Regions from separate parts of the Xenopus laevis genome. Here region 1 is linked to region 2. A link is a contact called in public Hi-C data. All regions are on one chromosome and are shown on one strand. The core of a region is the stretch at or near the end of the contact, and the rest is flanking DNA. Distances in the headings are between cores, read along the strand shown.

Region 1 (2,982 bases), core at 243-2,742, 90 kb before region 2:
CGAAAAAAAAAAAAATCTAGAGACGTTTCCTTTTTTTAAGCGGTATTGCCTGAAAAAGTCCTAACAAACTTTTTTAAGGTAACCAGTTTTCTCCAGACATTTCCTAACAATATGGAACATTCATTTTACAGTGGGCTCATGAGTAGGGCATTAAATAAATTCTCTTGTCATTATTAAGGTTACCTGGACATTTGTAATAAAAAGTGGTAACTTCAAGCATTTGCACCAACATTTATAATAAAGACCTCCATACAACTTTAAATTACTCGCCGTATGCAAATTAACCTAAGCGCAAAATCACTAACGAATTTTTGCTAGGCACAATCAGGCACTAGCGCATCTTCGCTTTAAAATGCTCGCATTTCCGAGGTAAAGCTAGCAAAAAGTCGCCAGCATTCGGAGCCGAGGGCGCAACTTCGCATATTCGTTAATTAGCATAGTGGTAGCGAATCTGTGCCTGGCAAAGTGGTGTGATGTGTGCGAATCGGTTGCTGGCGACATTTCGCCCTTTCGTGAATCTGCCCCATAGTATTTTGACTGCAGTGGTTCTCTCAGGGATAATAAACCTGGTCATAATGCCCTAGTCCATGACTTGAATTGGAAATATGGTAAAGGTTTCCTAAGTGCAATTTTAAGATGGAAATCACCATGTTTTCCCCCGCAATTCTGTGCTATCAGCTATCCATTGATTTACACCCACTGTAATTATACCAGATGCATTAAAATTGACAAGATTGACAAGGTGCATGTTCGGGTGCAATTGTGGTCAGAAATGCACCTAACAAGCAGCTTTAAAACAGCATTAGCATATGATGCTTGGAGTGCAAATCGGTTATACCTATTATAGAAACCGTTCTATGGGAACTCTGAAGTTGCCACATTGTTCTGGGTGCTGGTAGCTCTAGAGCAGGGATCCCCAACATTTTGAACCCATGAGCAACATTCAGAAGTAAAAGGAGTGGGGAGCAACACTAGCATGAAAAATGTTCTTGGGATGCCAAATAAGTGCAATAAGTATCCCCTATGTGGACTGTCAACCTACATTGAAGCTCTGTTTGGCAGTGCACCTGGTTTCTATGAAACCAAAACTTGCCTCCAAGCCTTGAATTTAAAAATAAGCACCTGCTTTGAGGCCACTGGGAGCAACATCCAAGGGGTTGAAGAGCAACATGTTACTCACAAGCTACTGTTGGGGATCACTGCTCTAGGGTTTCATACTTCTGGCTCCATTTGTAAATGAGGATTGGGGACTATAGAAAACTCTCTGTAGGACTCACTCAGAGAAAGTAACTTTCATATTCCTCAGTCCTCCCTGGCTGATTGAAGATCCTGTGTTTGAGTTCAGCACATCAGAAATACATATTGTCAGGTAATAATAATGCTTCCTGCTGTGTGCTTGCTTGTGTTTTTGTGCAGGCACCCAGTACACATATATATATAGGAGGCAAGCCTTAACCAGATTTCAGTCTTTTCTGAGCAGAGGGTGTTTAAAATGGCCCACAGCCACATACAAAGAGGTCAGTAGTGGTGACCTATACACAGAGATGGAACTTGAAATGTTTCGGCCCCAAGGCAACACATGCCGCCTCCCATGTCACTTCCTGGCTTTGACCTCACAGGCTTCCATTTACATTCACAGTTAAAACAAACAACATCTGTCCAGTGGCAGAACAGAATATTGGGGGTTCTAGTTCTACTTCTGTCCCTGCATCTGGTTACCACAGAGGCAGCAGTTGTTATGAAATACAATTTTTATTATATGAAGACTCACACATACTTGACCCACACAAGTCCACAGGATCCATATTAGTTCTCCCAAAAGCACACAGCCCACACTGATTTATATTACAAGCCTTGGTTATGTTTATGCTCTCCGGTGGTGTGTGAATAAAGTGGGGAATTGAGCATGTGAAAGTTAAACCTCAGATATAGGATTAGGTATTTTGCATGTAAACATAAGAATGTTTCATATTAGAATGCTGGCATTCCTTAAAATATTCCATTTGTGTATGTATAAATTCCTGTACGTATATATTTCTGTATGGCCCCTTTCAAGCTGAAAAGAGGTTTTTGGATGAAGTTGACATGCACGGAGAGGGCAGGGTGAGGAATTCAGGCATCCTCATTTACTACAGACAGATTCTAATCATTCACAGGCTGGGTTACCAGACCTCAACTTACAAACAGGATACTAATGAAAAATGTATGATGCAGACGTGCATTGATTTCAGCTCAGTTGTGCAGCCGAGAAGTCTTTTAAACAAGTGGGGGGGCTCCAGATGCCAGTGACTGAGTAGCGATGAACAAACAGTTTTTGTAAGATTTCAAACTCATATAAATCACAGCAATCTGCAAAATGGGAAATTAGTTTGCAATTCAGATTCAGGCTCTTTCATACATTTTTGATCCGAGACTGTTGAATTATACCAGTCTTCGGGGAAAAGGGTCACTAAATTGTGCATGAACTCTGGGAATAGACTTCAAATCACATCAAATCGCAGTGGCTGACTGAACTATTCTGTCAACCCCTCGTAATGCTGGAAGCTACAATATTGTTTGGTGTATTTAAATCTGAGGTTGGAATTTCCCATAACTGAGAATGGAACAACTTTAGTTCATTATCACAAGACAGCCTGGATCATCTCATTGGGTCAGAGTGCATAGTCATTGGGGTGGAATGTTCATATCAGGTGTTATAGGCGGCTGGCAGCAGGCCAGTAATGGTGTGAAGTGGCTGTGGAGGGCTTTCAGAGATAGCAGCCCACTGGGAAGCATGTGGATCTTTCACAGCTACGTCCCATGAAGTCCCAAGTACTCACTTCCTGCATTCACCCTGACTGCCTATTTTGGAAAAGCGTAAACATTAAAAATATTTTCATTAATGACTAATCTTAATTTCAATGGGATGTGACCCTTCACATTTCTTACATATTTAAAAAAAAAAGTCCATCCAGTTCAACCCTGGCAAAACTCTCTTTATGC
Region 2 (2,927 bases), core at 341-2,840:
TGGTAATTAGATGAATTTTTGCTAACGTTAGCCACTTCGCCCTTTAGTGAATTTGTCCCTATAGCTGTATCATAGTGGCTAATCCAAGTAGTATCTGGCGCTACTAAAGGGATTTCCAAATTGTGTTTGTTGCCCACTTATTTCTCCCTGCAGACTGACAGTCAGAGTCTATTTAATCTATAAACCTTGATAGTAGAACTCCCGCAAGCAAAATTTAATAGGAATAATGCTAACATAACGCATGTGACACGATAATTAAAAGTCATGGGGCATTTGCCAACTTTGCTACCCCATCACATGATTATGCTCTGGTAAACTGCACATAAAGAGGATATTTATAACTCCAATGAGCCTTGCTAGCCACAATGCAATATAAAGTATTTACTCCAACTTGGGGCTTGGCACTGCTTGTAGACTACAAATCCCAGCATTTCACAATAGCCTTCAGACGATGCTGGCAAAATACAGCAACAAAGCCAAAGGCTGGAGATCGATGAATAGGATAAATGGGATATTTGTGTTATGACAGCTGCAGGGAATATCTCTAAAGTGTCATTAGTATGAAACTGGTGTTGAAGCGGAGCACAATCTATGTTTAAGCAACAACCTTTACAAATATTTAAATGCCATTTCAGATTTTTTTTTTTTTAACACAGCTTTGCCAAAATAAACATGAGAATTTAAAACGCCGAACCGTAGTCAAATAGAATTCACAAAGAAGGCCTAAGGCTTGGGCAAATATAAGGTTCTTTATAGAACTGTTTTGCTCACTGCAATTTCACTTTACTCCATCTTGCTGAATTCTCCCTGGCTGAATAGCCAGCTCTCACGCTGTAGCACCTGATGGAGCCTTCTCCTCCCACCTGTGGCCCTCCAGCTGCTGTTTAACTGAAGGCCCTGGGATATAATGGCAGCTGAACGGACACAGGTAGGACAGTCCTAGTGATGTGGGTGCAACTGGTCAGGGACAATTTGGGCTGAGGAGGGAGATTGAGCTGCACGGACACTGATACACTGAGCTCTGCCAACACCCCAAATACGGGGCCCTGTAGGACGGGCACAAAGTAGTGTCCCATAATGAGAAGCTGCTATACACATACACCTATGGATATTTGCACAGCGCCGGCAGGGAACACAGCGCTGAACATTTAGAGCCCAAAGAGGGATAAAGAAGAAGAAGAGCAGTGCAGTGAATGTGCCACTAACGCAGAGTGAGGGGGGAAGAATCTCGTTCCCTGGCTCGTGTCCCTATAAAGATCCACTCTATCCCACCCCGTGTCCCACGAGCTGCACGGAGCGCTCTAAAACAAAGGCACCGGGATGCGCGCTCACCCCCTGTCGGTATTCACACCTGTGCACGCGCGCTTACCTTCCAGCCCTTGCACTGCCGACAGCGCCAGGATCACGAACACAGCCGGGAGCATTTCTTGGCTTCCAACAGACCGAACTACCGCCAATAAAAATGCAGGGGGGCTATCCACTCATTCGGTTCGCTACAGATTGTATCCAGATTCAGGTCCCTTTGGGTCGCTATACCCCCTGGTTAAATCCAAGTCTTTGCTTTCACCCCCTTCCGAGGGTGTTTTTCGGGTATCTTCAGAGCTCAGACTGGCGGATCCCGCACTGCAGCCACAGCACAGGACTGGGGGGAAGGGGAATGTGTCAATCTCCGGGCGGTCACGCCCCACTGCCCCGTCAGCAGCCACCTCTATCAAAAGTAATTGGATACTGTAAGAGGCCCCGCCCTTTTCTACGCTAGGCACGTGGGTTTCTAGAGATTTGTAGGTGTGTCTAAGCTAAAAAGATGAATTGAGTTGGGCAGGCTTTGTTGTTCTGATGCCCCGCCTCTCGGCTCCATTGGCTTCTTTTTCCGTCACCGTGGCAACGCAGTAAGGGTTGTCAATCAACTGGGGGGACTCCTTATGGATAAGGGATGAGCGACGCCGTGTGGCCAGGAACTACTACAGAGGAAAGGAGGAAGCGCACAACAATACAAAGGCGAAGTTCAGGAAATCATAACAGAGAGTGAAAGTACTTTGGGAAAGTATTAATAAACAGTTGATACTGAGGCCGTGGCTCTGCAGCTGTGGCTGAACTGCAGCTCTTCTCAGCCTATAGTCTTCTCCCCGGGGGAAAAGGGTCTGTCTTTCCCTCTGCCCGTGATGTACATCTTGTTAAACTACTGACAGCTGCTGGGCGACATCCCAACTGTCCCGTTTTTAGAGGGACAGTCTGCAGTCCCTCGTTTGTACTGGAAAGTCCCCATTTTCTCTGCAATGAACAGGCCGAAAATTAAAAAATGTTTGTAACTTAATTGGCTTTTGGCAGAGAGCCCAGAACAGCCACAGCTGCAGATAAGATACTTTTGTCACAATTTTGAGATAAGCAAATAAGAAATTGTAACAATATAAGATAACAGGTCTTTTGGGAGAAGCTACACTCAGCTTAAAGGGGAATTCACCTTCATTAGCAAAACTGTAACAACTGGAAAAAAAACAGAAATATGTTCAAACTTTCATAATCTGCCAAATTTTGTAAAATGAACATGGTAATTAGGGGGTGTGGCCATAAAACGGGCGTGGCCAAACATTGCCCTTCTTTTTATTTCCAAAATGTTGGGAGGTAAGATGGAATCGTAGTTCCGTCAGCTAAAAGGCCACATTGTGACCTAACTAAGGCACCTACTTTAGAGGTTGTTTATAGGAGGCACAATAAGGACCCTACCACTGTTTCCAAAGCTTCAGATACAGTTAGAGCATGGGCACTGAGATCTGTTTTATAGTTAAAAACGTATTTATATCCTGCAGTTGGTCGCTTTGAAAATGCTGGGTCACGTTAGGGGTCAGACATTCCCAGAGAACAGAGTCACAACCAAGGACTGTCACTGGGAATGAGGCACAGATGGCAAGTTTAACATGCTGCCTGGA

What was found. Hi-C and Micro-C count contacts between places; a contact is called where the count stands out from the background.
Region 1: a Hi-C map of animal cap shows a contact between it and region 2, with 7 times the contacts expected there. The contact joins the enhancer-like site here to the promoter of ephb3.L in region 2. A contact is called at or near these places in 3 of 4 Hi-C or Micro-C datasets (the XL177 cell line, the XTC cell line and animal cap).

Annotation. Positions count from the first base shown.
Region 1 is chr5L:104,328,286-104,331,267 of Xenopus_laevis_v10.1, reverse strand. No RefSeq gene overlaps it. Among protein-coding and RNA genes, the nearest start is that of XB5954440.L, 45 kb to the left of the region's middle. Within about 2 kb of position 1,492, at least 1 of the 7 cell types and tissues checked has an H3K27ac peak or open chromatin away from gene starts, as enhancers often do.
Region 2 is chr5L:104,238,293-104,241,219 of Xenopus_laevis_v10.1, reverse strand. ephb3.L (EPH receptor B3 L homeolog) reads right to left here and starts at 1,590. Exons shown (of 16, transcript NM_001095726.1): 1 at 1,370-1,590. The coding sequence starts at 1,424.